Linked DNA regions of Mus musculus: regions 2, 3 and 4 are each linked to region 1. The links are chromatin contacts, called in public Hi-C maps. All regions are on one chromosome and are shown on one strand. Each heading gives the region's core, a stretch centred on a gene start, on an enhancer-like site or on the middle of the called end of the contact. The rest is flanking DNA. Distances are from core to core; before and after follow the strand shown. Region 1 overlaps Sv2b (synaptic vesicle glycoprotein 2 b). Region 2 overlaps 1500012K07Rik (RIKEN cDNA 1500012K07 gene). Region 3 overlaps Sv2b (synaptic vesicle glycoprotein 2 b). Region 4 has its middle 52 kb from the start of Sv2b.

Region 1 (2,700 bases), core at 50-2,549:
AACATTGTTCTCTCCCTGGCCAGAAACCCCTCTGATATGCTTGAGCAGAACTTCGTACTTGTCTGAAGAGGAGAAAGGAGAGTTAGAATATTAGACTGGGCTCAGCAAAGATGGCTAGAGCTTCAGGGCTCAAAGGGATATTGATTCCCTATAGTTGGAAGACAATGAGCAGGTATTGTCACACTGTTTAAAATGGGTAGAAGAATGGAAAAACAGAATTTCACTCATTTTTTTCCTTCCTTCGTTCCTTCCCACCCTACATTTCTTTCTTTCTCCCTATTAACAAGGATTAAAAAAATTTCAAGCTCCTTCCATCCAATGTGTTTATTTCCATGTACCATCATCTAAATATCTACAGCCACCTGTGCTTTGATCCACGAGACGAGTCTTGATTGAACTGTTGACTTTTCAACATGAACCGAGACTATCTGAGGTCTCTCCATCTTTGATGTGTTTGGAATGGAAAGAGAGGAATATTATGCTATCATATTCAAGTTCAACTTAGGGCAAGGTAGTGCTACCTATTATTTTCTGATCAGGAAACTGAGGCACAAAGAGGGATTTACTTCAGTGATACAACTGGAAAGTTCACATGATCACATCACAGGGATACCTAATGATGAAACCTCCCCAATGCCTGCTGGGTTTTCCTTGGAATATGCCCTTTCCAGTACTCAATATGACTTAATAATGATATAATTGTATGCTTCCTGAACTGACTCAAACCAGGCCAGTGGCTGAAAGCTGTTTTTCTGACGAGGAATGTCTTATACAGACCTTATTCTCTCTCTCTCTCTCTCTCTCTCTCTCTCTCTCTCTCTCTCTCTCTCTCTCCCTCCCTTTCTTGTTGGTATGCTCTGAGAGTCATGCCCCTGATTCAATCTAATCCACTCAGTTAATGGTGGGCTGAATCATATCCCCCGATGTATTGCTATTTTCTCTTGAAGGATGAAAATGTTAAGATCTGCATTAGAGAAACAAGATGTGAATAAAACTTGGTTTTCTCATCCTCTGTTATTAAAGTTGACATGGAAATGCACCCGGAATGTTTCTCTTCTTGCTTTGATCTTTTACTGATCCACAGACTTTCCTAGGGAAGGCACAGCTCTCTGGGTTTGTACTGAGTGGGCACTTGACCAAGAAAGCAGGCATCAATCTGACTCCAGTTTTGGTCTTGGGAACTAAGTCCTGAGGCTCACAGAGGCTGTAAACTCATTGCACAGTCATGTCTGAGCCGTAGGTTAGCAGAGTAGCAGAGCCTGGAGTGAGCAGAGAGCAGATGCTTGCTGGGAACAGAGACAAGAGAACAGATGGCAGTGTGGGGAGGTAAGTCGGAGTGCGGCCTTGCCATCCTTCCACTTTCCAGAGAATCCTGTGATTAAACTAAAACCCCCTTCTCCCGGGAGGCTGGGAATAGGGTGTGGTCCACAGGATTCTTCTTATGCTGTCTCAATGAGAGCTGTGGCCTTGACTGCAGAGGCTGTCTCATCACATGCATGCAGCCCTGAGCTGACACGGAACACAAGCCATGAAGACACCTGGGATAATTCAAACCCTAGTGATTGCTTACAACACAGATCAGGGTCTCATTGAACCTAAACAGGGACACAAACACCCAAACAGATGAAGCATTGACGCTACCGGTGACGCAGGAGAGTGGATTCCAACTACCAGGTGGTTTCTGAAGAAGAGTTGTCACAGCTTGATAATGTCTCTGACATAGCTTGAGACTTGCAATTTATTTGTTTGTTTATTCCAAGGATTAAACAAAATCAGACTCAGACTAATGAAAGTTAAATATAAGCAGCCCTGATTCAGTCAGTGCAAGATCGCCAGGGACAGATTTATGTACCAATAAAGTCAGATTTTTTTTTTTTTGGTCCATTTCTATGATAGAGAAGCATGCTCAAATTGTGTGGGACACTTCACCAACACAAATACAGGAAAGGCAGAAGTAGGGTAGGATTTTGGGAAAGGGCAAAATTTCAGTAAAATGAAAATTAAAGCTTGTGAACAAAAAGCAGTGCTGAGTTGATTGAACCAAATCTCTTGTTTCCTTGGAAACGACTAAGTTAAGGTATATGTGAACACTGTCTTCAGCATCAGCAAACCCTTGTGTGAAGCTGTATACCTGGGCTGGAGCCCGGGCTGCTCTCATGCGTTAAAGAGACTTCAAGCAAGGGTGAGATGCTTCATTTTTACAGATACAGGTCCCAACAGTGAGACTCTGAGAGTGTCTGATTTTTGAGATCAAGGTTTTGGAAGAAGCAAGGAAGCAGTTCTTAGGCAAAGAAGACCTGGAAATGCGGCGCACCCCAGGCAGAAGAATGTTTCTTTTTGTTTTGAAGCTGGTTTTATCAGTCTCTGGTTCCTAGCAGGATGAATGCCAGGACAGATTTACTTGTGTGAGCTGATTTGTAAGCTTTGTGGGGTCTCTGGCAGGGAATGTAATGGTTGATGTTTTCTAAAACTTGTGGTGGATTTTTCCCCCTCCTTGCAAGTTGCAATAGTCATATAGTTACTCTAAGTGCCTAGTGTTCTGAGCCAGATTGGGTAGTGGCCACTGGCTTTGCTGATGTCACTGTTGGAGTTTTCCAGTCTTAAGAAATGGCACAACATGGGACACTATTCCCAATTCCCAGTCTGCTGTGCACTGGCTCTCTCAGGTTTCTCAGAAGGGTAAGTATGCACTATTAGTTT
Region 2 (2,865 bases), core at 33-2,532, 64 kb before region 1:
TATTGCTTTTCAAATGCTCAACACTGTTCTTTGAAACCTAACAGAGATGTGTTCTCAAGCTTTGGATATGAATAGTTTGAAAACCCTCACCTCAAAGTGTCCAGTGCATACGCTTATGTGCGTTAAACAAGATGATGAAGAAGAAAAAAGGATGGAAGCGTTCCCCTGCCAGAGAAGATGAAGAAGCTCCAGATGGGACTGGAGAATTGGATTAGTGGCTAAGAGTACATATTGCCAGGTGTGGTGGTGCACACCTATAATCCCAGCACTTGAGAAGCAGAGGCAGGAGGATCTCTGAGTTCAAGCCCAGCCTGATCTATATATCAAGTTCCAGGACAGCCAGGTCTACATAAGAGAGACCCTGTTTCAACAAAACAAAACAAAAACCAAAGCAAAACAATTAAAAAGAATACATATTGCATTCAGAAGATATGAGTTCAGTCCCTAGCACCCACATGAGATGACTTATAACTGCCTATAACTCCATCACTAGGGGATTCAATACTCTCTTCTTGATTCCATGGGCATCATCACTCAATGTGCACAAACCCACACAGGGCACAAACATAGCACATAAATGACAAAGGATAAAAATAAGCCAGGCCTGGTAGCGCATGCTTTAATCCCATCCTGGCACTTGGGAGGCAGGAGCAGGTAGATCTGAGTTTGAAGCCAGCCTGGTGTATATACAGAGTTTCAGGCCAATTAGGACTACACAGTAATGAGATCCTTTATAATAATAATAATAACAATTCTTTGAAATAAAATTGTTTTTATATTTACTTATTTTATATGTATGAGTGTTTTGTCTGCATGTATGTCTATGTATCTTGTATGTGCCTAGTGCACATGGAGATCAGAAGAGGGCATTAAATCTTCTGCACCTGGAGTTACAGATGGTTGTGAGCCATCTTGTGGGTTGCAAGAGCAACAAGTGATCTTAAGCGGTGAATCATCTCTCCATCCTCCAAAAAAAAAAAAAAAAGATATTTCAGCTAGGGTGTACATAGAACCTGTACAAAGGAATAGGCTAGTGACTGTGGGCAGAATCACAGGGCTTAGCAAGGAAGACTGAGCAAAGCTGCTGCCTGGGCCTTACTCCAGTGAGCATCATCTGCCAGCTACGAGGATGGAACTGGGTCAGGATGAACCCAGAGACCACTGGCCTTCTGTGTGTGTTTGAATTTCTAGTGCCACAGAATAAAGCCAATAGTTCCCTTCCTCCCATGCCGTGGAAACACCCACAGAGATCAGCCAGCGGGTCTTTGGCACATGGACCAATTCTCTCATTGGCCATCTGTTCTCTGAGACTCTGCTAGTCTGTCTGGATGACTTTGTGTGGTCAGTGTTACTCTTCAAACATTTGCAAGCCTATCTGACCCCTGGAAGGGCAGTAGAGAGGCTACATTGAAATCCTATGCTCCAGACTTTGGAGGAATTGTATAAAATCAGTTCCTTGAAGCATGAAACTCTCATCTTCATCTGCATATTGGAGTTACTCTGTAGACTCAGGTCGGAGGCTGTGTTTTCTCATATACATTCTCCTCTCCATTAAATCATCTTCCAGAAAGTGATTTCACACTTTAAAGTGTCTCGTCACATGCAGCTATACGCCACTATTGACTTCAAAACTCCCCTCATGTTGAACATTAAAGTGATTTCCAGTGTTTTGCTGCTACTGCCAATGAGAAATGGTCCCGAGTCTTTTTGTCTCTAAATTAAAAAAAAAAACAATATATGACAATCAATCACAAGATAATTACTGTAAACATTATTGTCTGGCTTTTGGGTTAATTTTCTAGGCTTATTAGCAGTCTTTAAGCAGCTGAGGCCCCAGCTGCATTGCAGATGGGCAAAGCCTGCAGAGACCAAATGGACACAACACCCTGGCTAAGAGAAGAAAGGCAGGTGCAGGAGTTATGAGATCTCCATGGAAACGTGATTCCTGGCTAGATACACATCTTGGTTTCTCACTCCCTGTCTGTGAATGTGTGGTGCCTGGAGTATATAAAATAAGCTCCTGCTTTGAGCTTGGCTGTTTCTAAGTAGATTCCTCAGCTGTTAGTAGCCTTCGTCCTCTTGCGTTTCTGATGGCAAGTTGGTTCTGAGTTGTCTTCACATATGAAAAGCATAGAAGACTAATGGCTTTGTTGCAAACACTTGGAGAATGCTGGTCCCTTGCAAGTCAATAAGTGTTGAATTATGCATGACAGCATCACCAAGTTACATTTATTATTAAGCTCTGGGTTATAGTGGCCAGGGGATTGGGAGAGCAACCCAAGAAAGACACCAGCCAGGAAGAGTCACAGTCCCTTTGCTGCAGATTGTTACAGCAGAACAAATTTAGTTTGTGCCAGAGAGCAGAAGTGTGTCATTCCTCCAACATTTCCTGACTTGGAAGTACGAGTCACTCTGAATTTTCCTCTACATGGTCACTCTGAGTTTTCCTCCTCATTCATGTTTGAGAGAACTGGTAAATTTCAATGCATTTTGTATTTCTGCGTGACTAGAAGGAACACATACCTATTCTAATAAAACTGGAAGGTGTAAAAGATTTAAGTAAAATTTTCTTCCACTTAAGTAAATATTATGGGACAGTGAGTTGGCTCAGCAGGTAAAGATGCTTGCCTCCAGATGACCTGAATTTGATCCCTGGGACACACATAGTGGAAGGAGAGAACCAACTCCCACAGCTGCCCTTTGGCCTCCACATACATGGTGGGGGATGATTTCTGCAAGGTGGCTTGATGTAAGCTGAGCCTTTAAGGTGACATCAAATATTTTTAGTTCAGTAACACACACACACACACACACACACACACACACACACACACCATCATCATCTGTGTTGAGGTTACAAAGATA
Region 3 (2,726 bases), core at 156-2,655, 120 kb after region 1:
CAAATCAAGACACCCACCCACCACTTGCAGCAAGCATTTGTGAACTTGGTGGAGTTACTGAAAAGCTGATGATAATGGAAATGATTTCAGAGTGCATAGCTTGGCCCTTTCTCCCTTCCAGACCTTTCCCTCTTTCGAAACCTCTTTTTGTGCACGGATGTCCTTCTCCACACCATGTCAGAATGTGACAAAACATGTGCATGTGCACATGTGCATGCCTGCATGCAGCCTTGATTTCTTGGGAATACACTCACTGGGTTCTCAGCTTACGCTTGGTCACCTTTCACACATACGCTACTCCCAGAGCAACTGGGCTGTGACTTCTTTAAGGAATACTTCTGGAAACCTGGCTCGGCTTCTGAGACTGGCTGTCCTTGGTAGAAAAGTGATCCCACATTCTCACTTGGCCAAGTGCAAAGAGATAAGATCCAGCACATTACAATTAGGCTTTTATCTGAACAGAAAGTGGTTTGCTGGTCTGCAGCTCCTACCCAGAGGTGGCTGGGATTCCACTGTTGGGTATTCAGGGGAAAGCTTCCTCAGGGTGAGCTCTGGCAGTCAGCTAGTTCATATTCTTTAAGGAAGTTTGAGGTGATACAACCAACAAGCACCCCAACTTCTAAAGGCAAAAGCTAAGCTGTTTACTTCAGGACCTTCATGTTAGGGATGGGAGCACACTGGGAAGGAAGCCCATGGAGATCAGAGTGCAAGGGGCCTCTCAGACTCTGGGATTTTCTTACCCTATTGTGTATGCCACTCCCTAGATCTTAGGGTGTCACATCTGCTTTGAGTGACTTTCCCCCTTCTTCTTCTTCTTCTTCTTCTTTTTTAACCTAATAGGAAAGAGGAACTAAAAGGTTATAGGTTCGATGTTCCAAACTGACTTGTTGATCATGAGCTATGCTGAAGTGGAAAACGGGGTAGTCCAGGAATTAGGGGAAAGGGGAGCAGGGAAGGGGGAGGCAGGGGAAGAAGAGGTAGGAAAGAGAGAGGGAAGGAAGAAGAGAATGGGGAGAAAGGAAGTGAAGGAGGAAGGTAGAGAGGGAGAAAGTGCAGGAGAGGGGAAAGTGGAAGGAAGAAAGAGAAAGGGGAAGCGAAGGATAAGGTGGAAAGAAAGGGAAGGGAAGGGAAGGAAGTAAAAACACCAGGATGGAGGAACTGAAAGTTGACCGACCTCAGAGAGCTGGGCTGACATCGGAGGTCAGCAGGGGCTTGCATACTCTACTCAGTCCACCTGGGCAGAGCCACAAGCTGGTTCTTGTGTGTCCCCTTAAGTAAAGCACTCCTAAATGTGCTTGCTCAGCCATAGAGGTCAGCCCTGAAGCTGTTCATCCCAGTGCTCACCTCTAGCTTGACTCAGGAGCTGCAGGCTTTTGAAGCTCTGAAATGCTCCTCCCACGCGCCTGGACAGCCACAGCTACAAGCTTTCCCTGCAGAGAAACCCTGGAGGGTCTGGGACTTGGAGCATTCTACAAGAACTTCGGCAGGGTAAACAGGAACACGGGCCATATGCTCTTCTCCGTGGCACCCAAGAAAGTGTTCTAATTAATTGTAAATTCGAGCAGTTGTGCTGGAAATCAACACGCCCACTCCCCAAAGCCCAGGAACAGAGCGTTATTTCCCCCAAGGAGCAAAGCAAAGAAAGTTTACACCACAGCGGCTGCTTTGGTGATTTGGAGCGTGCTTTATAAGGGGCTTTCAAATCTGCCATCATCCTTTCCATTTGGCCTCCGGTGGCAGTAGCTGACGCCCAGAGGAAAGACTATTTTCACAGACTGCGCAGCTGCAGCTGCAGCTGCAGCTGGCAGCAGGATCGGATTACAGATGTGACTGTCAGGCACCTGGCCATCCTGAAGATTATCTAGCCCCATCCGGGTTTCTCCTTGGCATCTTCACATTCACAGTTTATTGGCTGAAAGAAAGACATGGAGAACTTGGCTCTATTTTATCCTAATTCAAACACTTCGTTAGATGAACAATAGAATAGAACAATGCTCTTCTTCTGGTCCTGTGAATTTGGGGAGAGTGTCTGCTTTGTGGACCTGGCTAACTCAACTAGAGGAATTTGCACTCCTACAATTCAATGATTAGTTTAAAAACCACATTGACGTGAAAGTTGCTGTTATAGTGAGTGAGGGTTATTTACATTAGACTTTCCAGGCTTTTATAGTTTGAGAACACAGACCTATTTCACTTTATCTGTCGTCAGAACTCTCATTTATAGCAAGAAAATTGGGATGTCCAGGAAGCCATGTTTTCTCTCATTCTGTTGTGTTTTTAAAACATCTCAAGTAGCAATGTCCCTCCTCCGAGTTGTGGCTTTCCTGTATTCCAAACTGTCCTGATGTTCATACTCACTAGCTAATAGAAGTGTGGATTTTAATGCAGTAGCAGCTTTTGTCAGTCAACATATTATAAACCTGGTAACACATATTTCTCAATGGCTTGATTTCCTGAAAAGACTATAGTTCAAAATGAACTATAGTTCATTTTGCTTGCAGTCAGACATATCCACATGGGAAAGTTCACCGAGAGATGCCATGCAAATCTTCATTTAAAAAAAATCATAAAAATCAGAGGACTGTTAAACACTTTTAAAATTCTAGATAATTCAATAGAGCCAAATACATTAAACATTTAGAAGAAAAAAAAGTTGAAGATAAATAGTGCTGAGATAATCACATCCGTCCTTGTTTTCCAGGTTTCCCACATCAAAACTCCCAAGC
Region 4 (2,745 bases), core at 223-2,722, 96 kb before region 1:
AATTAAAATGTTTAAAAAAAAGGTAAATCCAAAGGTGCTATATTTTGTTTGCTTGTTTGTGAAATACTGGGGATTGGGCCTAGGACCACATATGCTTGAGGTAAGTGTTCTATTGAGTTATACTTGCAGCCCAAGATGCTGACTTTTGATGACACATGGCTTTGAATCCTGTGTGACTGTTTTCCGGCTGCTTTTGGATCCGGATGTGGTACTCTCAGCTACCTCTCCCGCACCCTTGTTGTGGATAGCCCTGGGGCTAATTATAGTTGCTGTTAGTTCCGTTCTCCTGTGCGTGGCTGCGAACAATGAGTCAGCACTCAGGTGATTTCCTGTAAACCTGCTTTCCACCTTAATTTGTACAATAAAGGAGAGCTGATGATTGGGCAGGTAAAAGGGAAGGTGGAGAGGAAGGTTGGGAGAGAGAAGGAGAAAATGGAAGAAGGAGAGGATGCAGAGGAGGAGGAAGGAGAAGAAAAGCAGAGCAGAAGCACATGGCCTGGAGAAACCGAAAGTTCTAAGGGACCTCATAAGCTATGGAAGATGGTAGTGTAGCCGTAGATCTGCCCAATCTAGGCACACAGCATGTATTCATATTAACTGAGTCATGTTATCATTGCTGGGGCATATTTGGTTGGAGATACACCCTGTCTGCCTGCTTGTTTCCATTCTTCTTGCCATGTCAATAATGGGCTAAACCTTTGAACTGTAAACCAGCCCCAATTAAATGTTTTCCTATATAAGAGTTGCAAGGGTCATGGTGTCTCTACACAGCCATAGAAACCCTAAGACATACACATTAAAGTATATTTTATTGGGTATTTTCTCTGCATTCATTTGGGCTATGTTAACTTCTATATCAGGGTAACATCATTTGCCAAAAAATTAACACAATAAAAATACACTGCTGTTTTAGATTCCCCACCAAACTGGTTGGGAAACTTTTGATATGGCTTGTCAGAGCCCAACCTCCTTCTGTCTTGTGGCTCTTGCTAGGCTCTCATGTAGTTGATGGGTTGGGATAATGGTATGGAGGAAGCTCGTGTTTCTCAATCAGCAGCCTAAAGTGACTGCACCACCGCAATGTTTCCTAGCTAGAACTGGTCCTGGCTACAGCCTCAGGCTGGGGATGCAATCCTAGCTGGGCTTTTCACCCACACAACGCTGATACACTCAGAGGTGGAACATGTGTGTAACCCACTGGTCTACAGACAACCAGAGACCATGGAAGTGTGTCTATCAATACATTCTTTCGAACAGTACATACTGGGGGGAAGGGGGGTACATTCTGTAATAATGTAAATGTAATATGTATTTCCAAGTATCAGTAGTGAAATGCAACACCCTCCTGTGAAAGAAGTATCCACAGCTCCAATACACGGCTGGTAGAATTTTACCAGGCTTAGCCAGTTGCAGAAGAAACTGCCATATTATCCTGAAGTGGAAGGTGTGGACATCCTACGACTCAGGAAATCTATCAGCATCATTGGTAAGGATTTGTTTTTCAATCAGCAATGACAACCGAATAGGTCAAACAGTTGCAGAGATGTCAACGAGCCCCGGTGGTTTTTGTTTTGCAACAAGACTGTATTTGAAGAGTGGGGAAAATTGACCTGGTTCATATGAGAGAGAAATCAATTTGTCCAGAGTGCTGCTGTCAAGAATGGTCCAACGTGAAGCAGAATAAGGCAGAACAGATGGATTATTGGCTCCTGATTTATTTACTGACTTAGTTAGGGCACTGCCGGTACTGCCCATTTGCTAAGCATGACTTCACTTGCTACCTGAAGCAGAATGACCCGAGAAAGAGCTGAAACAATGGGTGGGTGGTTGCCCTTAACAACCTGCCGCCTGCAGCTAAGCTTCTGTAAAATCTCGATTGCTTGCCTGCCCCACCCTGTGGTTTTGGAGTATAAATGGAGCATGCCAACTGAACCCGGGACTGAAGGCCTTCAGACCCATCCTGGCTCTGCTCCACTGGTGGCTTCTCTCTCCCACTTTCACTGGTGTCCAAGTGCTTATTCCAGAAAGGTTCTTGCAACACATGTGCATTGGCAGCACGTTTTTAGATGGGGACACCATCACTCCATCTGCTTCACAGATGCTCTTGGAGCAGGGAGCTGATAAACGTATCTGTGCAAAGAGTCAGCGATACTCTTGCTAACTAATGGTGCATCGCTAACTTTGCAGTATCCATTCACCTCTAGAAAATATTAGCAGAACAGTGGACATCTTATAGGAATTATTTGTCATAGGATATAGAGAAGCTCCTGGGTACCATCCATGGCATTACCATGCTAATTTTCTTTCCATTTAAAGAGATGATAAAATAAATGTTTTTGTAATTGTTTAAAAATGAGTTTAAAATTTACTATTAGCGTTTGATTTGTTGTATACTTATTTTACAGACCTGAACACGTGATGCTGTGGGAAACTTTCTTGGGTGGAGGTATTGTAAGGAAAAAAAAAAAGTCCGGGAAGCTTATTGGGAGCAGGGATTTTAATAGATACCCCACAATGGTCTCTGCTGTCAGTCGGAATATAACTTGACACTTCACAAAACCTACAGGTGCACAGTGCATATACTTGCTAATGCTTTCCATGAATTCAGTCCACCGTCCCTTTGTGTCATGTGCTTGGGCAGCAGACCTTGGTGGTGGGAGCCAATGGAGGGGAGGCTTATTCTCCTCATGGTGTCTAAGAAGCAGGCACGAGGTCCGACCTTTATAACCATGTCACCAGTGACCT

Evidence for each region. A called contact is a pair of places that touch in the nucleus more often than the background predicts.
Region 2: a Hi-C map of cerebellar granule neurons shows a contact between it and region 1, with 1.7 times the contacts expected there. The contact joins two enhancer-like sites. A contact is called at or near these places in 1 of 484 Hi-C or Micro-C datasets (cerebellar granule neurons), 1 of 115 datasets of contacts at active chromatin or transcription factors (embryonic stem cells) and 3 of 9 other capture datasets (adipose tissue, liver and pancreatic islet).
Region 3: a contact with region 1 is called in a Hi-C map of muscle stem cells, with 2.9 times the contacts expected there. The contact joins two enhancer-like sites. A contact is called at or near these places in 10 of 484 Hi-C or Micro-C datasets (B cells, the C2C12 cell line, the HL-1 cell line and 5 more) and 2 of 115 datasets of contacts at active chromatin or transcription factors (embryonic fibroblasts and neural progenitor cells).
Region 4: a Hi-C map of cerebellar granule neurons shows a contact between it and region 1, with 1.7 times the contacts expected there. The contact joins two enhancer-like sites. A contact is called at or near these places in 12 of 484 Hi-C or Micro-C datasets (the C2C12 cell line, adipose-derived mesenchymal stem cells, cerebellar granule neurons and 7 more).

Annotation. Positions count from the first base shown.
Region 1 is chr7:75,264,035-75,266,734 of GRCm38.p6, reverse strand. The region is part of intron 1 of Sv2b (synaptic vesicle glycoprotein 2 b); the gene reads left to right. Among named protein-coding and RNA genes, the nearest start is that of 1500012K07Rik, 43 kb to the left of the region's middle. Within about 2 kb of position 1,299, at least 26 of the 459 cell types and tissues checked have an H3K27ac peak or open chromatin away from gene starts, as enhancers often do. A contact at or near this core is called in cerebellar granule neurons, cerebral cortex and muscle stem cells, where this site is marked.
Region 2 is chr7:75,328,253-75,331,117 of GRCm38.p6, reverse strand. 1500012K07Rik (RIKEN cDNA 1500012K07 gene) reads right to left here. Exons shown (of 3, transcript NR_045814.1): 3 at 1-1,713. Among named protein-coding and RNA genes, the nearest start is that of Sv2b, 20 kb to the right of the region's middle. Within about 2 kb of position 1,282, at least 34 of the 459 cell types and tissues checked have an H3K27ac peak or open chromatin away from gene starts, as enhancers often do. A contact at or near this core is called in cerebellar granule neurons, where this site is marked.
Region 3 is chr7:75,141,065-75,143,790 of GRCm38.p6, reverse strand. Sv2b (synaptic vesicle glycoprotein 2 b) reads left to right here. Exons shown (of 13, transcript NM_153579.4): 7 at 2,702-2,726. Among named protein-coding and RNA genes, the nearest start is that of 4930533N22Rik, 110 kb to the right of the region's middle. Within about 2 kb of position 1,405, at least 74 of the 459 cell types and tissues checked have an H3K27ac peak or open chromatin away from gene starts, as enhancers often do. A contact at or near this core is called in cerebellar granule neurons, cerebral cortex and muscle stem cells, where this site is marked.
Region 4 is chr7:75,360,243-75,362,987 of GRCm38.p6, reverse strand. No RefSeq gene overlaps it. Among named protein-coding and RNA genes, the nearest start is that of Sv2b, 52 kb to the right of the region's middle. Within about 2 kb of position 1,472, at least 49 of the 459 cell types and tissues checked have an H3K27ac peak or open chromatin away from gene starts, as enhancers often do. A contact at or near this core is called in cerebellar granule neurons, where this site is marked.